5 separate regions of the Sus scrofa genome follow, and regions 1, 2, 3 and 5 are each linked to region 4. A link is a contact called in public HiChIP or PLAC-seq and promoter capture Hi-C data. All regions are on one chromosome and are shown on one strand. Each heading gives the region's core, a stretch centred on a gene start, on an enhancer-like site or on the middle of the called end of the contact. The rest is flanking DNA. Distances are from core to core; before and after follow the strand shown.

Region 1 (4,624 bases), core at 2,053-4,552, 310 kb after region 4:
AACAAAAACCAAAGAACATATTGCTATAACAGAAGCAAAACAGACATTCAGCAGAAAGCAAAAGGCAGAACATGAGTATAACAATGAATCTCACAGAGACCTTACTGAAATGAATGTCACTGTTCCCATGTGACAGGATGGGAAACTGAGGCTTAGAGAGGTGCAGTGAATCAGGCTTGGCTGCAGAGAGAACCTAGAAGAGCCAGAATCCGAGCCCAGGAATGCCTCAATCTTCTTGTGAGCTACATACACTACCCCAGCGTGGAGGCCCATAACCGTGGTGCTAAGCAGAGTGAGACACGCACACATCCCTGTACCCTCTCTCCCCTCGAGACGTCCACGCCAATCCCTGGGACCTGTGAACAGTTGACATTACAAAAGGGATTTCAATGGTGTGATGAACGTTATGAGCCCCAAAATGGGGAGACTATGTTAGGTTACATGGGAACATCCTGTCTAATCACAGATGCTCTTAAAAGCAAAGACCACTTATTTATTTATTTTCTTTTTAGGGCCACACCTGCGGCATACGGAAGGTCCCAGGCTAGGGGCTGAATTGGAGCTGCAGTGACGGCCTACACCACAACCACAGCAATGCTGGATCCAAGCAGCATCTGCAACCTATGCTGCAGTTTGTGGCAATGCCAGATCCTTAATCCACTGAGCCAAGCCAGGGGCTGAACGTGCGTCCTCATGGAGACTATGTCAGGTTCTTAACCTGCGGAGCCACAACGGGAGCTCCAAGCAGAAGACTTTTAGACTAAAGGGATGAAGGAGAGGGGGAAATCTGAGAGACTCCAAGCATGAGAACCTTATGGCTGGTTCTGAGATGGAAGGGTGATGTGCGAGCTTGAGGACTAGAGAGAAGCCTCTAGGAGCTAAGAGTGGCCCCTGGTCAAGAGGCAGCAACTGGAACAAGTTAGGAAGGTGATTCCTCCCCAGAACCTCCAGAAAAGATGTAGCCAGACCAATACTTTGATGTTAGCCTGGCGAGAACCTTGCTGAACTTCTGACCTACAGAAGCTGTGAGATAATAAATGTGTGCTCTTTTAAGCCATTGTTTGTGCTAATTTGTCACAGCGGCAATGGAAAGCGAACATGATTGTACACACGTTATTTCAGCAAATCCTAACCTTCCTGAAATCTGTTTGGAGTTCTACCCCCATTACATAGATAATGCTCAGGGACATGAGGTTCCCTGCAAATGGCCAGAAGGGAAAACAAGCTTTCTCTACTTCAGAATCCAATTTCCTCCGAAGGCTCTGCGTGCCTCTCTGAAGACATCTGCCACTCCCCTGCTTGGTGCTTCGATGGCCTCCCACAATGGCCTCCAAACATGTTTGGAATAAAACCCAAACCCCTGCTGCTGCCGCCCCCTAAGGCTCTGTCCACCTCATTCTTTGTCTCTCCCGCTGTACTTGCCCCACTTCTGCTATACCAGCCTCCTAGGCCTTGATCACCTGGAACTCACTCCTGCCTCGGCCACCTCTGCAGCAACTTATGGGGTTAGATCCTTCCCCAAGGTTCAGTCTCAGGTTCAAATGACAGAGAGATCTGGCCTGATCTGACCACTCTCATGCAAAGCAGTTCCCACCCCCATCTCTAATTTTTTTTCAATTTTATTTTATAGCTGCGCCACGGCATATGGAAGTTCCTGGGCCAGGGACTGAATCTGAGCCATGGCAGTGACCCAAGCCCCTGCAGCTGGATTCTTAACCCACTGTGCCACAGTGGGAACTCCCCCCACCCCCATTTCTGACTCAGTACTCTCATCTCCTCTCACCCCCATAGGGCTCAAGTTGTAATTAAGCTTTCTCTCTTCAGAACACTAAACCCTGGAGTTCCCATCGTGGCTCAGTGGTTAACGATTCCAACTAGGAACCATGAGGTTGCGGGTTCGATCTCTGGCTTTGTTCAGTGGGTTAGGGATCCAGCGTTGCTGTGAGCTTCGGTGTAGGTCGAAGACGAGGCTTAGATCCCGAGTTGCTGTGGCTGTGGTGTAAGCTGGCGGCTACAGCTCTGATTAGACCCCTAGCTTGGGAACCTCCATATGTCGCAGGTGCAGCCCTTAAAAAAAAAAAAAAAAATTCTCCAATGGCTCACTCTCAAAGTAACTGTAATATCCGTGACCCTTCCCCAAAAGTACTGCCTAAGGTCCTTTCTGCTCCCTCTCCTGTCACCCGCTCACTGCCTGGGCCCTGGACTCTATTTTTCAGCCCTCAAACAGCCAAGCCCCCTCACCACTCCCCATCACACCATCTCCTGACATCTTGTTTATTAACTTGTTAATTCTCTGTCTCCCTTGGGAGCTGAGGTTTCCAAGAGAGCTGGGAGTTTTGTCTATTTTGTACTGCTTTGAGCCCAGCACGAGCACTCTGCCTGGCTTATACAGATACTCCATGAGGAGTGAACGAATGGGCATGTTTGGAGAGAAATAATCTGGTTAATGGGACAGGGTGACATTGCGAAAAGCCTCGGAGTTCTCACCTGGACAATGAGGATAAACAACGTCCCTACTTCACAGGTATTGAGGGTATGGCGGCACAGTGTGGGCGCTGAACCAACAAGAATTACTGTTACTATTATCATTACTATAGCGTAATAACCTCGCCATTGTTATTACCATAGCGGTAAGAAACCCCTCTTTTACTCAAACGCCTCCCAGGCTAAGAGCGCTCAAAGTGAGAAGTATCATAAACTGCTGCTGCTTTGGGTTTTGTCATGGGACAGGGATAATTCCTTATCGCGCTCTAAAGAGGTGTGAGAGGAAAAACGGGACGAGGAAAGAAAGGGTTTTAAAATCAGAGCACGACCCGTGGCCAACAGGAAGCGTATTCCGCCCCCGCCTCCGCCCCTAGCATCCCCTAGCCCACCTTCACCCGCTGAGCCTCGTTGATGCACTGTTGGTAGCTGCCAATGTAGAAGGCATTCTTTACGTCGAACAACTCATCTACTTCCCCGGAGCCGCCGGAGGCCGGGCCGGGTGCCGGTGGCGCCATGTCGCTGTGTTCTTACCCCTTCCTCTTCCTGAGGACACGTCGGCCGGAAGCACAGAGCCACCGCAGAGCCTCCGGGAAATGTAGTTTACTCGGCTCCCTGGAAATGAGCTTAAAGAGGAGTTAAAGGGGCGGGAGACGCACGTGCGTTCACAGGGCATCTCGGGAATTGTAGTTGTATTCGAGTCTGCGGGCTCGGGGAAAACATGGTAAGGATATAATGAGCCTAGGAATGGCAGTAAACTGCAGAGGGTGGAGCCGCGCAAAAGGTAGATCCAATAAACGCGAAGGCTTCCCTGACGTCATCGACAAGCGCCGGAAGCACGGCTCACAGGGGTGCCGGGCTGACTGAGAGGATGGCTGGCTTTGCTGAGCTCGGGCTGTCATCGTGGCTGGTGGAACAATGTCGGCAGCTGGGTTTGAAGCAGCCCACGCCCGTGCAGCTCGGCTGCATCCCCGCCATCCTGGAGGGTGAGTGTACCTAGGCCTCTTCTACAGGAGGTTTCCCCGCTCCTGTCGCCTTACTTTGCCTTCTCGCCCCTTTTGCCCACACCGGTACCGTGGGTCGAGGGGCAGCTTTGGGGCCTCACGGGCGAGCCTGGTTTCTCGGAGTCGACTACTCAGTGTTGGCGTTTAGGCTGTACGATTGACTCGCCGTGTTTCCGCACACAAGTGGTGTAATTTCTGAAGCTCTCATAGATAGCCTCAGAGCGCTGGGATGATTTGATGAGTGACTGGTAGATAACACTGGGAAAATTCGGTAGTTTGTATTACTATCTCCATTTCATAGATGGAAACTGAGGTTGTCGGTATTACCGGTACCGACAACTGGTAAACCTAGGTAAATTTAGGACTCTAGTCTGTAGACTGCTTTTCTCCTCACTCCTCTGGCTTTTTAGGAAGCCTCAGATGGACAAATTGAGAGATTAAATAAAGCTGAAGGCATCATTTGGGAGCATAGGATGCAGATTTTGGAGAACATTCTGGGTTTCCCAAGCTTCTATCCCTGGGAAGGAGTCAAAATGAGGTAGTGATTAGTAGCAGACATCTCAGGTCAGATGCATGTGGGTTCTAGTCCAGCTTGTACTCACTGGCAGTGTGTCCTGGGCAAAGCTTTGAGATCTGTTCTCCCTTCTGTTAAGTGGGAATGGTAATGGCCTCTTCCTCCTAAAATTTGTCAGTTGCTAAAACAGTAAGTTATCAGAATCCTGAAACAGAAAGAGCACACGCCAGTATTGAGCATACAGTAACTGCTTATTAGACCTTAGCTGTTATACACTGGGCCCAGTGGAACATCTGTTATACCTCTGATGCTGCTTTGCCCTCTGTCCAGGTCGGGACTGCCTCGGCTGTGCCAAGACAGGCAGCGGCAAGACAGCAGCGTTTGTCCTGCCCATCTTGCAGAAGCTGTCTGAAGATCCCTATGGTATCTTCTGCCTCGTCCTGACACCCACAAGGTGAGCTTCTGGCCCCCAATAGGCCTCTTGGGGGAGCTAACCAGCTGTGTTCTCTTGGGCAAGCGCACTTTGCATTTGTGCAAAATGGGGACAGAGATTAAGCCCATGTCTTAGGGGTACTGAAGAATTAAACAAGATGATATGTGGAAAGTGCTGAGCATGAGGCTTGAT
Region 2 (5,290 bases), core at 294-2,793, 260 kb after region 4:
CGCGTGGTTGAGCGCGGGCGTCCCACCCGGTTCCGACAGCGCGGCGGGCAGCGCGCACTTTCCCTGGCAGTAGTTGGCTAGGAAGCCGCGAGGCGCGATGACCCAGCGGTGCCAGCCCACCTCGCGGAAGCTCACATAGAGCCGCCGCGTGCGACACGCGCCCCCCGAGCCACCGCCCACTGCGGGCTCGGCCTCGCGCCGCGGCCGGGCCAGAGGGTGGCACAGGCGCGGGTCGAGGGTCACCAGCAGCAGCGAGGCCTCGGTCAGGCGCGCGCAAACGGTGGGGGCCCGAGGACGCAGCGCCAGTGTTAGACGGAGGCTGCGCGGCGCCGAGGCGTTGCGGGCCCAGGCGGCGCCCAGCAGCTCAGCGCGCACCGGCGTTCCCAGGGCGGTCACCGCCTGGCGGAGCAGCACCGGACCAGAGCCCGCGCGCGCCACGCTCAGCTCCCAGCTGCCCGCCATCCCCGCCGACGCCTCCTCAGCCGCGAAGCGCAGCTCCAGGCGAACCTGGCTTGGGCGTTCTGCCGGTTCCACGGTCGACAGGTCGAAGACGACGGTCCACTCCGGGCACTGCCCGGCAGCCGAGGCGGGCTCCGGGCGCCGGGCAGCCGCGCCTGGGGAGGCAGGGAGAGGGTTCGGCTGGCGCTGCGTCCCTACTCAGTGCCCCGAGAGGGGCTCTGGGTTGGGGACGGGCAGGGTGGGGGCCTGGGGGCACACCATCTGTTAGAAGGCGTCAAATGGTGTGAGGCGGCGGGGGGTCGGGGAGAGAAGGAGCGGGGGGCAGGGCATCACTTCCAAGGAAGAGGCCCTGCCCGGTGCAAGGGTGGCCAGCCCGCAGTTGGGAACACAGGCAGGGTTGGGGGTGGAGGGTGGGCGAACGCCTGGGGCCCGTGGGGAAGCGATGCTGGGGCGGGGTGGCATTTGCAGGAAGGCATCTAGTGGTGTGAAGCGGCAGAAGGGGTGGGATGGAGTGGGGGCAGGGCTTCAGCTGCAAGCTGGCTTTCGGACCACTCCCCGCCCCTCCCCACAGGTGTCCACGCGGAAGAATGGATGGAGTGCAGAGATCCCGGTTGCTTGCGGGCTAGCGAGTGGGGACCCTCAGAGATTCCAGCCTCTCTACGCGCCACTGGAAGCTCCTGGCAGCCCGGAGCACCCAGCGGGATCTCCGTCTCTCAGACCCACGCCCCCAGCGCAGGCCCCACTCACCGCGGTCCGGTACGTGGCGCACGATGTTTCCAGCGACCCCCAGCTCCTCCACGTGGCACGGCCGCAGGGCGGCCGCCGGGGGTGTTCTCCTTGAGCCCGCCCTGGCTTCCTGGTGGTCCCGGCGGCGGAATAAGCGCCACATGACCGGGGGTACGGGCCGGGACGTGGGGGCGTCCCGGGGTGCGTCGGACAACCCGAGAGCCCGCAGCAGGGAGGCGGCAGGGCCCGGGGCAGCAGGGGCGCGGGCCAGGGATGGCGAGGGCAGCAGCAGGGCCAGTAGGAGCAGAAGGGCTCGGCGGCAAGGCGAGGGCATCTTCTTTGCAGGCGGCGGTCCGGCGAGTGTTCAGGAGCTGCTGGGCTCCCGGACCTGCGGTCTGGGGGCGGGGAAGGGGTCGCAGGAGAGACGCGGGGCTGGGCAGGGTCTGGGCCCCGGGGGGCGTGGCCGCGATTCTGAAGCCGAATTGGGACTAATCCAGGGGGCGAGGTCTCGAGGGTACGGGGCAGGGGTCCGGGGAGTGGCCAGGGCGGGGGAGAGGGGACAGGAGGCGGAGCTTGATAGGGCCAGGGTCCGGGGGCAACTGGGGAAACAGCATGGCTGGTCCCCGGGGGCGTGGTTGGGTATGGCTGGGTCCTGGGCGGCGGGGCCGGGTCGAGGGGTTCAGAAGCGCTTGTCCTTGACCAGGCCGTTCTTCAGCGGCTTCCTGAGAGCCAGAACCGGCCCGGTTAACCTGGGAACCCCATGCCCCCGCGCAGCGCCCCGTCCCGCCTTCCTTGCCCGCCATAGCTCTTTGCCCAGCCCACAAGGCCAAAAGACCCTGCCATCTGCCTGCTGGGCAAGTGGTCCCCGCTTTTCCCTACAATTAAACCCTCCTTTCCCCTCCCCCCGCGCCACCTGCGGCCACTAGAGGGCAAAAGCTACCTCCCTCACTCTGCCTGACTTAACCCCACCGCATGGACCTAGACCAGCACTTTCTCCTCCTCCTCTTCCTGGGAGGCAGAACTGGCCAGAGCCCCCTGCAACCCCACCGGGCAGGCTCCTCCCCCAACTCCCCCAGCCCTACCAGGAAAGGCTTCCCAGTGATTCTTCATCCACTGCCCTCAGTCTACCTCTGCCACAGCCCCTATTTTGCTTCCATGTCAGTAAAACATGTTATGAAATGTTTTAAAACGAATCGATAGTGTCCAGCTTAAGATCCCAAAGACCCATAACTTGTAAACAATGGGCATCTGTCCATAGGGGTGTCTTCTCCTGCACCTCAGTTTTCCCCAAATGTGCGTGCCATTGAGATCGCTCCCCAGTGCACTTCTTCTCTCCTTAATTCCACCTTCCCTGCCTGTGTTAGTGGCAGATCTCTGGGGTTCTGACTGGGAGGGGACTTGCACCCTGGGGTTTTGCCCAGACCCACCGGACCAGATCCAACAGGCCTGCCCCTGTTCCTTGCCTCTACCGCCAACACTTGCTTGGAGTTTAACTGACCAGCATGCTGGTGCCGAGACGGCATCTCACCGCAGCCATTGACCATGTCTGTTATCTCTGTTCCCACTTACGGGAACTTTTTTTTTTTTTTTTTTTTTTTGGTCTTTTCGTCTTTTCTAGGGCTGCACCCGTGACATATGGAGGTTCCCAGGCTAGGTGTCTAATTGGAGCTGTTGCTGCCGGCATATGCCACGGCCACGGCAACGCCAGATCCTAGCCACGTCTGCGACCTACTCCACAGCTCATGGCAACGCAGGATCCTTAACCCACTGAGCAAAGCCAGGGATCAAACCCACAACCTCAAGGTTCCTAGTCGGATTTGTTAACCACTGAGCCACGATGGGAACACCTAAAGGAATCCTTCATGTCTTTGCACATGGTCCATCAGTCTCTTTGCTGCAGTCTAATTTACATACAAACATATTAAATTTTTTGAGCCAATACTATGTTCTCACGATCTAGACATCAGAAAGCAGAGAAAACTCACTGTTCACCTGACACACTCCTGGGGGATCTACCATTGTTTCTGACTCCTGTGTATCCCAACACAGAAACTAGCACAGGCTCATTGGTGCTCCCTGTGTCCCTTTGGTTTGCAGAGCACTCTAGTTCAGAGACTCTCCCGCAGAAAAACAGAAAGACTTTCCTGCAGACTGAGATCTGTCACTTTAATCCGCTCTTCCCTTGGGCCAGAGCCACTGGATACCCCTTCCTGGGAGCACATATCTCCCCCTCAGCCCACTCTTCCGTGGGCTGCTTCTTCCTCATGTGGCCATTGCAGGAGCCCTTTATCTGTGAGTTCAGAGATAAGCCCTCTGTGAACCTCCCATCTGTCCTTTATCTTCTGGCTTTGCCTGTTGGTCCTCTTGATGGAGCAGAGGTGGGGTGCCTGGCTTCTCATATAGTTCAATGGCTGGACCACACACTCTCATTTCAGCTCTTGGTGGATTTCACAGCGTGTACTTCTGCTTCGACATCTTTGATCCTTTGGGAGTTTCCGCTGGGGGCTGATGCGAGATAAAGATGGTTACCAAGCAAGTGTTCCACTGACAGTTCTTCCTTCCCTCCCGGGATCCTTATGTCCCAGTTCGATGGGCTCAGCTCTGTTCCTGCTCAGTTTTAATCCCTATACTTTTATAGGAAGTTTAATACTTCCAAGGATTTCATGCCCCCCTTCCCTGTGCTTTTTTATCAGAGCTTTCCTGTGGTGATTCTGGTTTGTTTTTCTGCACAAGCTTCGAAGTGCCCCCTCCCACCTCAAAAGCAGTGTTAGTACTGGGCGCAGGGGAGGGTGCCATGAGGGGAGTACCCAACTCCAGTGAGATGGCCTTGCTTTGGGATCTGATTTACACTTTTCAGTCTCAGTGCACCACTGGAGGGAGAGAGAATCAGGGCATGGGTTGGAGTTCCCGCTGTAGCACATCAGGTTAAGGATGCGGCATTGTCTCCCCAGTGGCTCGGGTTGCTGCTGAGGCGTGGGTTCAATCCCTGGCCTGAACAGTGGGTTAAGGGTCCAGCGTGGCTGTAGCTGTAGCCTGGATTTGACCCCTGGTCTGGGAACTTCCATACACTGTGACTGTGGCAAGAAAAGAAAAAAAAAGTCAGGGTGAGGGTGGAAGCTGGAGGGAGATGAGGGCTGGTAGAGACTTGGGCAGATTCTGGATAGCTCCTTGAGGATAAGGATAGAAAGCAGGACCCTTAGGGTTTTGCAAGGTTTTCACCTGAGTTGTCATTAGCTGCACTGGACAGATGTTCAGGAGAGGTAGTTTGGGGGTGGGGGTTGATTTTGGATATTTTATTTTTATGGCCATACTTGCAACATATGGAAGTTCCCAGGCTAGAGGTTGAAGCAGAGCTGCAGCTGCCAGCCCAGACCGCAGCCATAGCAACACAGGATCCAAGCTGCATCTGTGACCTATGCTACAGCTTGTGGCAACGCCAGATCCTTAACCCACACTGAGCAAGGCCAGGGATCAAACCCACATCCTCATGGATACCAGTTGGGTTCTTGACCTGCTGAGCCACAATGGAAACTCAATTTTGGATACTTTAGAAGGTGCTTGGAATGTCAAGCAGACACCGACACAGAGAATGGTACTCAGAGGAGCACTGAGAACTGGGAGAGAAACTTGGAAGTCGGGATGGATTAAGTGAAAGGGCTCTGGGAGAGGGGAAGGCCAGACACAGAGGAGGAAGGCACCAAAAAGGGAAGTGGGAAGCAGAAGCAGACTGGTGATTGTGACAGGAGGGGTTGGGTCAGGTCTGGGGTTTCTTTGGGGAAGTGACAAAAATGTTCTTAAACCATGGTGGGGAGTTCCCGTCGTAGCTCAGCAGTAATGAACCTGACTAGTATCCACGAGGATGCAGGTTCGATCCCTGTTCTCACTCAGTGGGCTAAGGATCCAATGTTGCCCTGAGCTGTGGTGTAGGTCGCAGATGCGGCTCGGATCTGGTGTTGCCATGGCTGTGGCGTAGGCTCCAGCTGTAGCTCCAATTCCACCCCTGTCCTGGGAACCTCCATATGCTGAGGGTATGGCTCTAAAAAGACAAAACATTTAAAAATTTTTAAAAAATGCTGAATGGACTAAAACCAATGAATTATATACA
Region 3 (5,273 bases), core at 953-3,452, 290 kb before region 4:
TTCCTTTCTGCCTCCGGCTGGACCTGCTCCCCTTCCCTCCCGAATTCCCTCCTCCGAAAAGGGGAGGCAAAGGTCTGGGACAACCGCGGGCTAGCTAGCCCAAACGTTGGCAGGAAACCCCAAAGTCCCCCGCCCACCCGGATAGGAGTCGGCCCCGCGCCCAGAGGCGCCTAGATGGCGCTCTCTGCGCGCCAGATGTGCAGTACCTTCCCGGACGCCGACTCCCTCCTTCTCCGAGCAGGGGCGGAAGGAGGCGGCAAAGGAGGCAAGAGGGGAAGGGGAGCCGGTCAGGCCCCGCCCAGCCCGTCAGGCCCCTGCGGGGGAAGAAGGAGGCGGAGAGCCGAGCTGGCGTAACGAGACTTTACTGAAAACAGAACACCGGGCGAACCAAGGATTACAAACAGGAATGTGGACTGGTAGCAAAACAAAACAAAAAAATAAAAAGGGCGAGAGGAGGGGTTGTCGGAGGGATAGGAGGGGGGAGCGAGAGCAAGAAAAGGGTTTTTTTTTTTTCTTCTTCCCATTTCTTTAAAAAACCAACACAAGAAAACACACACACACACAACCAACGTTTGTTCCCGAGTAGAAACATAAATAGGGCAGAATCGAACACTCTGTTCTTCTCTCTTCCAAAGTCCAAAAAAAAAAAAAAAAAAGTAAAAGAAAAGGAAACGCAGGGCTTGAGGCTGCGCCCCCTTCGGCGGCGATGTGTACAAAGAGGCAGCCAGGACGCGCGGGTTTGTGCAACACCGGGTGGCCGCGCGCCGAGGACAGAGGCAGCGCGAGGGCAGGGGAAAAGGAGGGGGGGTCATGCGCTCGCCCCCCCAGGAGCAGGGGGTCCAGCTTGTCGAGTCTGAGGCGCCCTCTCCGAGTCCTGGCACCCTCGGGGGGGGGGGTCCCCGGGGCCGCGCCCTCTCCAAGTCCCGGGAGCCCACGCCCCCCCCCCGCAAACCCGCCTCTCTGGAAGGGGGCCGCGCATGCGCCCCGCGCGCGGGCTCAGTACGCCGGCACCTGGTGCTGGGGCAGCAGCTGGCAGCCGCTGTTGACGTGGCTGAGGACCTTCTGCTTGAGTTGCGCCACCTGCTCGCGCAGCAGGCTCGCCGTGGACGCCAGCTCCGTGTTCTGGCTCTTGAGCGTCTTCACTTTCTCCTCGAGGCGCGAGATACGCTCCAGCTTGCGCTTGCGGCACTTGGAGGCAGCGATGCGGTTGCGCAGCCGCTTGCGCTCCGCCTTAATGCGCTCCTGAGTGTCCATGTCGATGGGCGACAGCGGCGGGCTCTCGCCGAAGCTCGGCACGTCGGGCACCGTCTGCGGCTCATCCTTGAGTGCGGCCAGGCGTGGCGGCCCCAGCGCGCCTGGGGCGGCGGCGGCGGCGGAAAGGGCACGGGTTCAGCGGCGAAGGCGACCGTCGCAGCTCCCCCCGAACCCCCAGTCCCTCCCGCGTAGCTGCTCAGGTTCGCGTAGACGGGCGCCTCGGGCGTGGCCGCCGCTGGGGCCAGCTCGCTGGGAGGTGCGGCGCCTGCAGCCGTGCCTGAGGGTCCTCCGGCGGCGGCGGCAGCGGAGGCCGCGCCCGCGCCCAGCTGGTTTTGCTTGTGCAAGTCCTCCAGGGCCTTGACGAAGCCCTCGGCGAACTCCTGCTCCTCGCTTGCCGCCACCTTGGGGTAGAGAAACTGCGTGCTCGTCGGCGTGGTGGTGACCAGCCCGTTGGACTGGATGATGAGACGTTCGAGCTCGGGCGAAGCGAGCTTGAGCAGCCCCAGGTCGGGCGAAGGGAGCAGGCTGTCGGGGGGCGCCGCACCCTGGGCGCCGTCGGTGCGCAGAGGGGCCGGGGGCGGTGCGGCCGCGGGCTTGAGCGCCGCTGCCACCTGCTCGCTCAAGCTCAGCGTCAACGCGTCCTTCTTCATCATGCTGCCGGCGGCTGCCGTCGGGGGCGCCCCGGGGAACAGGCGACCCGGGGACGCGAAGCTGCCACCGCCGCCACTGCCACTGCCGCCGCCCAGGCCGCTCAGCGCCTCATCGCCGTAGAAGGGTGTTTCCATCCTCCGCCTCCCCCGCCGCGCCGACCCGGGGGGGGGAGTGGCCGCGGCCGCCCGGGGGGCCCTCGCCCCCCCGTCCGCTCGGCCCTGCGCCCGCCCAGGCCGCGGCCGCTGCGCCCAGCCCTCTGCTGGCGGCGGCTCCCGAGTCGCGCAACGCGCGCGCCCCCTTATAGCCTCGGCCGGGTACGATGAGCTCACTGTCCCTGCTCGCCATTGGACGCGGGTGACGTCGCTCATTTGCATGGAGGGGCGGGGCCAAGCCACTGACGGCCTCTTCAACCCCCACCGACTGCAGTCGTCCAGGTGACGCGCGGTAAACGGCACAACAGCGCGCTGCCTTGTGGGTTGACGTCATGGGGGCGGGCCGCGCGTCGGCCCGGTCACTCCGCCCCAGGAGCCAGAGTAAGACCCAGGCCCCCAGCACCGCCTCCCGCCAAGGCACGTCCCGGGTGGCGTGATGGGCCCGGCCACCAGGCGCCCGCCCGCCCGAAGCCCCGCCCCGCGTCCGCGCGTGGGGCCCCGGGCGGGCGGAGGCGGTACTGGCTCCGGGGACAGAAGGGGGATGGGGCCCCGGATGGATAAATAACTCCCTGGCGCCTCCAGCTCCACTACGCCGGCTGGGCTTCCCTTAGCGCGCCTGTAGCTACGCTCCGTGGGGTTGAAGACCTGAGGGAGCTGAAGCGTGGCTCGCCAGGGTGTGGGTCTAGTCTGTCCACCTCACCTCCACCCCCCAGCCCAGTCCCAAGTGGTGTGTTTGCTTCAGAAAGGCCGGGAAGCGGAGAGGAGGCCAGAAGTTGCTGGAACCTTTTTGATCTCAATACTTTTCACTGGGTGGGACTGAATCGTGGAGTCTGACTTCCTGACTTTACAGATGGGAAATTGAGGCTCGGCGAGGTGGAGTGACCTGTCTCCGGGACCAGGCCTGAGCTCTTATACATCTGGCAGAACCCTGGCGTCCATGACCCTGGACAGCCCCCTACCTGGGTCCCACTCCTCACCCCCCAACCCTTGGCCCTTGGCTCCCGGACTGAGCTATTAAGGCAGGAATCCCAGTCCGTATTTATTACCATGATTGTCAGGTCAGGCTTAATTGGCCTCGAAAAGGCTGGCTGGGAACGGAATGTGAGGGAGGTGGGAGAGACTCTTCCCACCTTGGGACTTCTGGGTCTGACCTACAGTCCCTGCATACAACCCCTCCATGGTTCCTACCACACTGAGGATGGAGCCTAGTCCATCGGGAGGGGGCCCCACACCTTTCTTGTGGTGTTCTCTAACCTTTCACCCTCACCTTCTTTGAGCTTTGTCTTCCCAATTCATTGCTACCTCGGGGCCTTGACAGGTGCTGTGCCCTCAGCCTGATGCTGCCTTCCCCCAGTGCCAACACTTGTCCTTAGGCCCCTCACACTCACCTTGTTTCCATTATATCCTGGCAACCATCCACAATGATGGGATGGACCATAAGTCCCTGGAGGGCAGGGACCTTGTCTAGCTCAAGCTAGCTGGGTACCCAGCTTTCTGCATGGGGCCAAAGACAGCGTTAAGAAAAAAACACTCTCTGGTGGGGTTGCTGTGGCAGTCTCTGGCCTCAGTCTGATTGCCTTTGGACATGAGCACTTGCTCTTCTAGGTCCCTTCCTCACCTAGCCTTGCCCCTAACTGCGCTGTCGAGCAAGAAGGCCATGAGGGAAGTTGTCACAGGAGCCAGAAGCCAAGCCTGGCTGGCAGAGGGTCAGAGTATGGGTGTGTGTGTACAAACACACAAATGTCTGTTTGTGCCTTTGTGTGTTGGTGTATGGGTCACTATACCCAAATGTGTTCATACATGGGAGTGGATGTCTGTGTGCCTGTGTGGATCTGTGTTAACATGTGTATGTATATATGTACGTACACATGTATGTATGCATGTATATACATATACATACACATCTGTATGTATGTGTCAGTGTGTCCAGGCATGTGGGTCTCTTTCTCCTCCTGTCCCAGCCTGGGCAAAGGGACACCTGATGGGAGGGTATACAGCCTCCAGCCTGTAGCCAGCCCGGTACTGGGTTCCTCCCTCTGGGCCTGTGCAGTGGGCCAAATTGAAGGAGATGGGACCATGATTCTCCCAAGGCAAAAGGGTGAGTGGGCGGCCTATGAAGGCCCTACTCTGACCTGGGGCTTTGACCTTGACAGGTAGGCAGGTGGTCAGGAATGCTTTGGGCTGGGCCAACCTGATTTGAGAGGCTGACCAGCAGACAAGCTTTGGTAAATGGAGGCACAGGAAAGCCAAGGCATGTTACCTCTGAGTGTGTTTATTGCTTATGAAAATGGAACAAACAATCCCATCTACTTCATGGAGTATTGTGACTTTTATTGGAAGGATCTGAACAAAAAGTAAAGGCTCAGTAAATATTTTCTGTAATTGTTTTGCTTTATTATCATTTGGCCAAACTTTTTGGGGGGCCACACCTCGGGCATTTGGAAGTTCTCAGGCTAGGGGTCAAATCAGAGCTGCAGCTGCCAGCTTACGTCATAGCCACAGCAACGCAGGATTCCAGCCATGTTTGCAACCTACACCACAGCTCATGGCAATGCCAGATTTTTAACCCACTGAGCAGAGCCAGGGATCAAACCTGCATCCTCATGGATATTTGGGTTCATTACTGCTGAGCCACGATAAGAACTCCCTTATTTGCCCAAATTTAACTGGGGTTCTTGGGTCTGGAGTTCCCTTGGCCTGGAGTGCCCTTCCTTAGCTTCCTGGCAAACTCCTACTCATCCTTCAAAACCCACTTCCAATGTTTCCTCTTGAAACAGTCTTCCTTAACCATGCCTCCAAGACTCCCCTAGACTCCCGCCATCTGGCTGAGCCCTGTCCACTATCTGTGTCCAGTTCCATCTGCCCCAGGCAGGGGAAGGAGAGTCCTTGGGGCTGGGTAGAAAGGACCTGCTTGGCCTCTAAGTGTGGGGAGCTGCCCTTGCCATCCTCTGCCATCCCTACTCTCCAAATTCTACCCCCTCAGGCTTCTCTGCTGTGTACTTGCTAATCCCTGTGACCCAATGCTCTTTCCCATCCTCCCCTTCCTCCCTTTGGTACTCTCAAGTCCTGCTTCTCCATTTGGACTAGCCCTGACCCCACAGAACTGGATGGCAGCCTTGTCCAGCTCAGTCCTCCCAGACTGGGGGCTCCCCTGGCAGATCAAGGGGGCCCCAAATCCATCAACCAGTCCCATGCAGTGAACTGGGAATCACTCCC
Region 4 (4,642 bases), core at 196-2,695:
ATTGACAACTCTCATTCTTGGGCCCTAAAGGTGTTCAAGTGTGGGCAGGTAGAAAGGAACACCCTCATCTCACATAAAACACCTGTTCTCAGTTTGGACTGACCATTAGCTTCTGGGCCCCACCCAAGACCAATGATGTTTGGGAAGGGCAGGCCCCAGCAAATCGGGTGAGGGTTGTAGTTCCCTGGTAAGACAATGCCTTTTTTTTGTCTTGCAAAAATTGGAGCTTGTAGATGACAACCCAAACCTAGACAGTGTTTCCTAAAAACAGCTGAGGAGTTCCCGTCGTGGCGCAGTGGTTAGCGAATCCGACTAGGAACCATGAGGTTGCGGGTTTGGGTCCCTGCCCTTGCCATGAGCTGTGGTGTAGGTTGCAGACGCGGCTTGGATCCAGCGTTGCTGTGGCTCTGGCGTAGGCCAGTGACTACAGCTCCGATTAGACCCCTAGCCTGGGAACCTCCATATGCCGCGGGAGCAGCCCAAAGAAATAGCAAAAAGACCAAAAATAAATAAATAAATAAAATAAATAAAAACAGCTGAGACCTGGAGTGTCATCTAAAGGCTGTCACTTAATACCCCAGGTGGTTGATTTTCATCTTGTTCAATTACCCCCTTCTCTTTAGGCCAGGCTACCACCATTTTTCTCCTCTACCCCATGAGCTCTATCTCCAGCTCCCAGGCCTCTGTGGTTAATATGAACCCCTGCTGGCCTCAGCCCTGCCCCAGACTCCCACATCAGGGCCTTTGCACAGGTTCTCCTAGCTCATTTCTGAGTAGTTCCCGGGGAATCTGCTGTGGACTGGGTTCCAGTGACTCCAGTGTCAACTTGCGTTCAGATTGTACTCTTTTTTTTTTTTTTTTTTTTTTGTCTTTTCTAGGGCCATACCCGAGGCATATGGAGGTTCCCAGGCTAGGAGTCTAATCAGAGCTGTAGCCACTGGCCTACGCCGCAGGCACAGCCACGCAGGATCCAACCTGTGTCTGCGACCTACACCACAGCTTGAGGCAACGCCGGATTCCTAATCCGCTGAGCAAGGCCAGGGATCGAACCCACAATCTCATGGTTCCTAGTCAGATGCGTTAGCCACTGAGGCATGACGGGAACTCCAGATTCTACTCTTGTCACAAGCTTATGGCATTAGATGACGGATATCACCTCAGGTTCCATTCCTTATTTGAGTGGAGATGGGATGTGAGGAGATGGAAGTCGAGCGTTGACATCGTATGGAAACAAACCGAGGAATACCCTTGCTCTATAGTGAACCTGTACATTTCAAGATCAAAAATGTTAAGAAGGCAGGCGCTGGACGGAAACAAGGGAGTGGGGGGTGCTTGGAGAGTGTCAGGACAGAGAAGCTGGCTGTCTTCGCTTCCCAGTCTTCCCCAGGATCGCTCAAGTTTTTCCTGCCGCAGGCTGGGTCTAGAAGCCTCCGGGCCTCCAGGGGGCGCCTGGCGCAGCGATGCAACCTGCTCCCGGGCGGGGCCAGGGCTGCGCAGTCATGATCACCGCCGAGGCCGCGGCAGAGTCGGCTGTCTCCGCGGTTCCTGAGGCTGCGGATAACACGGGAGGCCCGGAAAGAGAGGAGCTGGTGTGGCCTTGGGTGAGCTCGAGCCCGAGCGGGAACAGGCATGGGGTGGGCGGTGCAGGCCCGAGGGCGCCGTTTTCATGCCCCAGCCCTGCCCCCCGCCCCATAGAAAGATGCCCCGATCCGGGTGCTGGTACAGCGCATCCACCAGTTGCAGGCTGAGCGCGCGCAGGCCTTCCGTCGGCTGGAGGAGTAAGTGTGGGCGTAGGGGAAAGGAGAAGTCGCAAGGTTCAGCACCCAGCCCGCTCGCGGGACGGGTGCGCCGTGGGAAGAATCTGGGAACCTGAGCGAACGCAGTGTCAGAGGTGGGGCGGGATTTACAGGGAGACCAGATCTTTCCCCCTCCCCATGCGCAGGGGTGGGCCCGTTTTGGGTTACCCTGCGGTACTCACAACGTCCTCCATACTCTGGGGTCCAGGGCAGGGACACTTCTTGGGGGGCTTTCAGGTGGTCGATTCGGGTGCAGGGACTGAGAGCTGGGACCGTAGCCTCAGGACCCCCACCTGCCACAGAGGCCACCGCCAGTACCTGAGCAGCGGCCCGCCTTACGACTTCCCGCGCTACCGGAGCACGGTACACGAGGTGACCCAGGCTTTCACCGCCGCCTCTCGGGAAGTGCTGGCGGTGGAGGCGGAGCTGACCGGACCCCGACAGCAGCCGCTGCTCGCGAGCCACGTGCGCAGGCTGCAGCAGCTGGAGGAGACGCGCCTGGCCACGGTGAGGCCCCGCCCGGCAGCAGTGTGTCCTACTCTAGGGCTTGTCTCTCGGGCCTTGGCCCATTGGGCGCCACTTGGGGGAGGGGCCAGATTCCGTCCTCTCAAGTCCCGCCCCTGGCGCCCCAGAATCCACTTCTTCTTGCCCCCACTTTAGTCGTCCATTAAGGTTTCACTGGAAATTTTCAGGTTTAGTCCCCTCTTGTCTGCCTCCACTTACATCCAGGTTTTTTTAGCCCCAGGACACGCCTACTCTATCCCAGACTCCGCCCCTACCGCGCTCCTTCTTCTCTGGCTTTTGCCAATACCCCAGATGTGGTACTCAACCCCCTGAAGATTGGGGGCCTTGAGTTTCCTGGCCGTGTCCCAGTCCCATTCCGAGTAACCTTAGACTCCCACCCTAGGTTCTGGGCCGGCTCCTCCCTCTAGGTTTCCATGGCCCCGCCTACTCTGCTGATGTATTACCATTCCCAGTCCAAATTCACCTCAAGCCACGCCTGCATCATAGTTTACATTGGGATTCCCATCCTGCACCGCGCAGGGACAACACGGGTTCCTCAACTCGCTGTGACACAAGGGAACTCCTCAGTCGAGGTTTTTGGCCTACATCCACCCTGGGATTATAAAGCCCCGGCTGGTCCCTGAGACCCCACGTACTTCACCCTGGACCACCAATCACTGGCCGAGATTTCACCACTATTTCCTTTCCCTGCCTACATGAGGCTGCGCCTGTGCTGTGCTCTGCACTGATTCTAGGGCCCGCCCATTCGGCCTCTGGCCTCAGGAGCCCCCTAAACCTAACCCCAGATTCCTCCTGGGCTTAGTAGCACCCCTTGAGACTTCAGCTTCCTATGGCCCCACCGTGGTGCTGGCTTTCCTGGTGCTTCAGCATCTTTTCCTAACACATGGGAGGGCAGGGGGATGGTCTGCCAGCTGTGACATCCTCCTTGCTGCCCACCCCCCAACTAGGTGGCCCTGCTACAGCTGATGGGGACACCAGAGCTGACTGAGCAGGAGGATACCATGCAGATGGACCAGCTGAAGATGAAGTGAGCGCTGTCCCCATGTTTGGTTTGCACACGCATCCTTGGGCACCCATCCCCAGCCAGGTGTGCCCCAGGGCTGGCAAGGTCAGGCTGTGCCAATCCTCTGAACCTGCACACAACCCTTAGGGTGCGCACTCCAGAGTCCTCATCTGGTGGCTCCTAGATATACATTCCCTCAGCACACATGCCCTACAGTTGCACACCAGACTCACTGTACATCTCTAGGGCATGGCTGTGCACCTCACATGCTCCAGTCCTGCTCACATGGCTCAACTTGGAGCTCAGACAGTCACCTGGGCCCCACCAGGCACACATCTGCACATTCTGGCCTCCAGTCCCCCAGGCGCACAGATGCACACCCACTTAGCATCTGTCACAGTCCCTGAGCACACGTTTCTGATGGCATCCACCCACCCAAGATGGCCTTTTCTTTCTATCCCTCTGACCCAAGGGACCACCCCTCCTCCCAGGCACCCAAATGGTCCTCCCAGCTGCTAGTGCTGCCTGGAGGTTTGGCGGCAGGCAGGAGGGCCCGGGGCTTGCCACAGCCCCCTCAGAGCTGCGCAGCGGCAGCTAATTCGCCCCATCTGGGTTTTATTTATAGTTCCCATCCACTCTTGTAGGGTAATTAAAACCATGGAAGAGATCAGCGAGGTTCTTCAGGACCTCAGGTTTGACGCAGAATCTGCTGAGTGATGGTGGCGCCCCAGGGATGAACCGAAGATGAGAAATGGGGCATATGGCACCCTGCCCTGACTGCCAGCTGGTTGGGGTCACACCCCACCAGGCCACTGACCCTCTTTGAGTTTGCCTCACCTCTCATAATAAAGAACCTAAAAAACCTTATGTCTGCAGTTGCTGTACGGTCTCCATGTCCTAGGGTGGGTTCCCACAAAGCCAGGAATGGGGGGGGATGCGAGATTCCACCCCCCCATTACTGTAGAAGCTAGTATTTGTTGTTTTGAGAAACTGGTGTTTTTTTGTTTTTGTTTTTTTGTCTTTTTGGTTGTTGTTGTTGTTATTGTTGCTATTTCTTGGGCCGCTCCCACGGCATATGGAGGTTCCCAGGCTAGGGGTCCAATCGGAGCTGTAGCCACCGGCCTACGCCAGAGCCACAGCAACGCGGGATCCGAGCCGCGTCTGCAACCTACACCACAGCTCACGGCAACGCCGGATCGTTAACCCACTGAGCAAGGGCAGGGACCGAACCCGCAACCTCATGGTTCCTAGTCGGATTCGTTAACCACTGCGCCACGACGGGAACTCCGAGAAACTGGTGTTTTGAGTCACACTCTCC
Region 5 (4,804 bases), core at 1,619-4,118, 290 kb after region 4:
GCACCGCTTGGCTAGGGGCTACAGGTGAGAAGGCGGGCAGCCATCAGCACTAGGGGCCAAGGGCTGCTCCTCCAGGATAGGGAAACCAAGGCCCAGGGACTCCCCAGGCCAGGCAGTGTTGGGGAAGGCCAGGACCGGTACCCATAGCCACCTGGAACGTAACCAGAGCCCACGTGCGCCTGCCAAGCGCTAAACTTAGTGCCCAGCTGTCCAGCCACAGCGACATGGGGAGGAGGCTTGAGCGAAACGTGAGGGAAGGCTGTGAGGGAAGGAAGGGGACACGTGGGCAGAAAGCAAGGGAGACCAGAGGGGTCAGCCCAGGGGAGCAAGGGGTCTGAGGTGGGGGTCTCAGGGGGAACTAGAGGTATGACAGGGAGGAGGGAGGATTCAAGAGATCTGGGGGTGAACCAGTGGTGAGAATATGGAGGGGAATGTGGGGGTATCTGGCAGAACATGGGGGCTGGAACCCCAAGTGATCCCTATGGGGGAGATTCTTGAGGGGAAGGGGCTGCCTTCAGAGGAGGAATCTGGGGAGACTAGAGAGGAACAGGGGGCTGGGAAGATGGGGTGGGTAGTGGAGGAGGACATGGGAAGGCAGAGGGACAAAGGAAGAGAGAATGCAGCGGCGGAAGAAAGACGCGATGGGTCAGGGAAGGGACGTCACAGATAGGGGAACCTGGGGGTCAGGAAGGACACAAGGGAAGTAGGAGCATGCAACTGTGAGGCAAGGAGGAATGTGAGGGGCCCAGCGCCCGTGGGGTTCTGGGGGCGGGGCTCCAGAGCTGCTGGCCAAGCCCTGCCCCCTACCCCTAGGAGAAGCTGAGGGGGCGGAGCGCCAAGAGTCGCCATGGAGACGGCCAGATCCAGCTCCGGTAACCCCTGGCAACTAGGCGGCTGCCAAGAAGATGAGCTTTGGAGGACAAGGCAGCCAGCCCCTCCGCCTGTTTCTTGGGAAGGGCGAGCCTCGAATTGGAGTGACTGCCTGATCTATGGGGATTCCAAAAGTGAGGGGCACAAGGCCTTGCTGTCCCCCACCTGGCTCCCTCGGGGACATGGGGAGGAAGAACGCTACACCCTGGCAGTCGCAGCGCGACCACATCTCCCTCTAGGGCTCTGGCCCTCCTCCTCCTGGACCTCCCACTTCCCAGCTGGAAACTGGAAAGGTGGGGGAGCAACATAGCCAGATTGGGACCAGGGCTGACCTATGGAGGGGCCTTTGTCATGCCTGCCTCCCCCTCCCTGGAGCAGGGTGGTGGCTGGGGTCTCTGCCCCCCAGGCGGGTGACACGAGAGTGGGAGTGGGGACAATGGAAGCCGGACAACACCCCATCCCTGACTTAACAAGGGCCAGCCTCTTCCCAGCCAGCAGAGAAAAAAAGGCCCCTTTGTTGGCTCTGGGCGTTCTGTCCCTGCATCCCCTGCCACCTCCAGTCAGACAGGCGAAGTAACCCCAGCTGGTCCTCAGGGCAGTCACAACCAAGCTAGGGGCCCAAACGCCTTCCCACGAGCTTCCACAGCAGCGACCCCTCCCCAAGAATGGGAGGGAGGCCAGTCACCAATGTCACCCCCTCAATTACTCTCCTAGGAGGTGGAGAGGGAGGTGGCCTTCCCAGGCTTGCTGAAAACTGACTAATTCGGTCGCGAGCCCTTGGAAGCCACACAGTTCAGCTTCGAAGACCCAAGCCGTGCCATCTCCCCAAAGGCTGTGAACACGGCGTGGCCGGGGAGCCCAGGCCCTTGCATCCCTTGGTCAGAGGGTGGCGCTGATTCCAGACAGGCGCGCGGCAGCGACCCAGCAGCTCCTGCCTTTTCCCAGCACAGCGGACAAGCCAGTCCCGCTGCCACACCGATCCCGGACACCGCTCTGGTTCCGAGCGCGCCCTGCAAGGCCCAGAGGCACAAGGCGCAGGCGGCCCCTGTGCGCCGAGCTTTTCCAACCCGCGTCCTCCGTTCCTCCGTCCCCAGCTCCTCCCGGCCCTAGTGTGCGCGGCAGCTCAGGCCCTCCCACCGCCTGGGGCTCCCGCACCAGCCGGAATGGGTGGTGCCCGAATTCCCCTACATCTTTTAACAGGCTACTCGTGTCCGGGTCCCCACGTTCTAGGCTTCCCCCAACCCGGCCACACCCCCGCATCCACCCCCACCCCCACCGCCATCCCGCACTGACCGAAAGGGGCACGAGGCGGCCCAGGATTCGGCGCCCCGAGCTCCTTCGGCCCGAGGCCCCCCACGTTCCAGTCACTCTGGCTCACGGAGATAGGGGGCGCGCGGCGGCCCGGGGTCTCCGTCCCGGGACCCTCAAACATCCCAGCTCCGCAACCCGGGGCACCCAAGTCCTGACCCCCAGCAGCACTGACCCGAAAGAGGCGCGAAGTGGCCGCCGAGCGCAGCGCGGTCCAGCCGAGCGCGCCCAGCGCCAGCAGCAGCAGCTCGGGCGGCGCCAGGTGCGCGTGCTCGGCCAGGCCGCGGCGCGCCAGCCCCCAGCCGCAGTCCGCGCAGCCCCGCGCTGCCGCCAGCGCGCTGCCCCAGCCGCGCTGCACGAGCTGCGCGTAGCTCGGCATGGGCTCGGGCCCGGCCGGCCCCGCCGCAGTCCCCGCCGCCGACATGCAGCCCGTTAGCCGGCCGTCTCGGCCGTCTGCGCCCGCCCGCGGTGGCCGCCGGAGCTGTGCGCCCCGCGTCACGCGCCGCAGTTGGGCCGGGGGCGCGCCGGCCAGAGCGCGGGGGACGGAGAGGCGGGGCCGGCTCTAGCTCCGCCCCACGGGGACTCGGGGTGGGGGCGCGGCGTCCGTGATTTGGGGGCGCGCCGAAGCTGAGTTCCCTGGAGGCAGTGGCGGCGACCTCCGGCTCACAAGTCCCGGCGTTGTCGCGTCGCGTCCTGGAGGCGGGCCCACGCTCGGGCTCATTTTCCAGCGAAGGAAACCCAGGAGCCGGGGAGGCGGGGGGAAGGGGGTGTCTGCCCAGCGCCCGCCTGACTGAACCCGCTAGCAGGGCCAGAGCGGCCCCATGTCTCCACCCCGTACCCGCCTGGATGCCCTTGCCCACCCTGGCCTCCCCCACCCCACCAGGCTGTCCACGACTTGGGGCACGATGGTCACCAACAGGCCGTGCTCTGGACCGACAGAGCAGGCCCTCCAGCACACCTCTCTTGCCTCCCACACTCAGACCTCATTGTTCACTGACATGAGGGCCCACCTGCTGCCTCCGTGACCCTGAGGACTTCGGAGGCCTCCCTGCCGCAGGTTAACATAGACCTTGAGGGAGGCTGAGGGAGTGGGTGCGCGCGCGGGGGAATTCAGAGGCTGGATCAAGACCACCATTTCATTGGGACCACTGCAGTGATCTTCCAATGTCCACTAACGGGGCCCTGTATCCGAAGCCCTACTGGCCATCAGTGAGGGTATCAGTGGCCTTTTGGGGACATCCTCTCACCTGCCACTGCTAGCCCTCATTCCCAGTCCCCAGGCCTCTGACACACCTGTGTCCCTCCCTTCCCCCTGCCTAGGAGTCCTCCCATAGCTTTTCAAGGTGCGGAGTGCAGGAATCAGTGTGGGGCGCATATGGCCACCAGCCCGACATGATCTTCAGGTGTGCAGGGGAAAGCAGGTAGAGGAGTTTCGGGGCCCTCATCCCTCCTTCCACTGCCAACCCCCTCCCCCAGTTCCTGCAGCACATCAGCATCCAGTGTGCCCCACCTTCAAATGTTCCTGAATCTAGCCACTTCTCTGCAACTGCATAGCCTTTACATGACCCTCGGCCACCCTTGTAACTCCTGCCTGGTATCATGGCCTCCTCTTTACCCTGCAGAGGCCAGAGGGAGCCTACCTGTGCCTCTTCTGCTCACAGCCTTCCACAGCTCCCATCACTCAGAGTAAAAGCCCATCTCCTGTGACTCATGACCCACCCTCATGCTCTCCTCTGCCCCCCACCTTGCTCCCTCCGTTCCAGCCACACTGGCCTCTGAGCTATAGGTGGCTTTCCAACACCCCAGGCAGTCCCACCCCAGGGCTTTTGCCCTGGCTGTTCCCCCTGCCTAGAATGGTGTTCCTCCAGGTACTGGCAGGGCTCCTCCTTCACCATTAGGCTTTACCTACCAATGTCACCTTCTTGTCCTACCTCCCTGACACCACCCTCCATCAGTCTTCTTTGGTATCTGTCACCATCCATCCTGCTGTACCTCCTGTTATTTTTGAATGTGTATTCAATGTGGGCAGAGGGGTTCATCTGTCCCCTTTGATGACTGATGCCTCAGTCAGCCTGGCAAGCAGTGGGGCACTAAGGGGTCCCAGGCTGCTGGACATGCCCCCATAGGTCTGGCCTGGCCAGTCAGGCAGCCTTGCATGGTCCCAACCACTCATCTGTGCCCTCCCACCCAGGCACTATCTGGTCACCATGGCACCCATCAGTAATAGGAGAGGGCCCCCACCCACCCACCCCAGTCCAGCCTCAAGTTTCATTTTGGCAGAGTCCAGATGGGAGGTTGCCAAAGGGTGGGTGCAGAGCAGAAAGCGGCTCCTGGTACTGATGGCTGCCGGCTGGGGCACTGGGAGCCCAGTGAGGGGCTGCTGAGGTCTCAAGGAGGGCACCCATGCCCTGCCCCACATGAGAAGGCAGGCCTCTTCTTCCCTGGGGAGCTCATCCCAGCCCTCACTCCCAACACAAACCACCACCCCTTACTGACAGCCCTGCCCCAGGAGGCCTTCTCTGCCACTTCACTCCCTGGCTAAGGCCCCACTGGGCTGGGGGCCAACTGTCCCTGCCACTAGAAGAGACCCTGCCTGCTCTATGTCCTGTCTCGGCAATCAAGGACT

What was found. Promoter capture Hi-C pulls out the DNA fragments that hold promoters and counts their contacts. HiChIP or PLAC-seq counts read pairs in DNA pulled down with a chosen protein or histone mark.
Region 1: a contact with region 4 is called in a promoter capture Hi-C map of fetal skeletal muscle, with 9 times the contacts expected there. The contact joins the promoter of DDX49 here to the promoter of C2H19orf60 in region 4. A contact is called at or near these places in 3 of 5 promoter capture datasets (fetal liver, fetal skeletal muscle and liver), 9 of 47 Hi-C or Micro-C datasets (alveolar macrophages, embryonic fibroblasts, heart right ventricle and 3 more) and 2 of 2 datasets of contacts at active chromatin or transcription factors (alveolar macrophages and skeletal muscle).
Region 2: a contact with region 4 is called in an H3K27ac HiChIP or PLAC-seq map of alveolar macrophages. The contact joins the promoter of GDF1 here to the promoter of C2H19orf60 in region 4. A contact is called at or near these places in 1 of 5 promoter capture datasets (liver) and 1 of 2 datasets of contacts at active chromatin or transcription factors (alveolar macrophages).
Region 3: a contact with region 4 is called in an H3K27ac HiChIP or PLAC-seq map of alveolar macrophages. The contact joins the promoter of JUND here to the promoter of C2H19orf60 in region 4. A contact is called at or near these places in 1 of 5 promoter capture datasets (fetal liver) and 1 of 2 datasets of contacts at active chromatin or transcription factors (alveolar macrophages).
Region 5: a contact with region 4 is called in an H3K27ac HiChIP or PLAC-seq map of alveolar macrophages. The contact joins the promoter of CERS1 here to the promoter of C2H19orf60 in region 4. A contact is called at or near these places in 1 of 47 Hi-C or Micro-C datasets (heart right ventricle) and 1 of 2 datasets of contacts at active chromatin or transcription factors (alveolar macrophages).

What each region holds. Positions count from the first base shown.
Region 1 is chr2:58,929,388-58,934,011 of Sscrofa11.1, reverse strand. It overlaps DDX49 (probable ATP-dependent RNA helicase DDX49), which reads left to right and starts at 3,302. Exons shown (of 13, transcript XM_003123539.4): 1 at 3,302-3,467; 2 at 4,330-4,453. The coding sequence starts at 3,353. It overlaps COPE (coatomer subunit epsilon), which reads right to left and starts at 3,083. Exons shown (of 10, transcript XM_003123536.4): 1 at 2,874-3,083. The coding sequence starts at 2,999.
Region 2 is chr2:58,969,171-58,974,460 of Sscrofa11.1, reverse strand. GDF1 (embryonic growth/differentiation factor 1) reads right to left here and starts at 1,543. Exons shown (of 2, transcript XM_013991296.2): 1 at 1,207-1,543; 2 at 1-614. The coding sequence starts at 1,519. CERS1 (ceramide synthase 1) reads right to left here. Exons shown (of 7, transcript XM_021083472.1): 7 at 1,769-1,907. The coding sequence ends at 1,865.
Region 3 is chr2:59,527,920-59,533,192 of Sscrofa11.1, reverse strand. It overlaps JUND (transcription factor jun-D), which reads right to left and starts at 2,202. Exons shown (of 2, transcript XM_021083521.1): 1 at 1,362-2,202; 2 at 347-1,359. The coding sequence starts at 2,039. The coding sequence ends at 997.
Region 4 is chr2:59,233,874-59,238,515 of Sscrofa11.1, reverse strand. It overlaps C2H19orf60, which reads left to right and starts at 1,445. Exons shown (of 5, transcript XM_005652933.3): 1 at 1,445-1,601; 2 at 1,696-1,778; 3 at 2,053-2,303; 4 at 3,269-3,348; 5 at 3,969-4,191. The coding sequence starts at 1,700. The coding sequence ends at 4,041. It overlaps LOC106508380 (a long non-coding RNA gene), which reads right to left and starts at 2,305. Exons shown (of 2, transcript XR_001305188.2): 1 at 1,979-2,305; 2 at 1,255-1,869.
Region 5 is chr2:58,949,587-58,954,390 of Sscrofa11.1, reverse strand. It overlaps CERS1 (ceramide synthase 1), which reads right to left and starts at 2,868. Exons shown (of 7, transcript XM_021083472.1): 1 at 2,354-2,868; 2 at 1-18. The coding sequence starts at 2,602.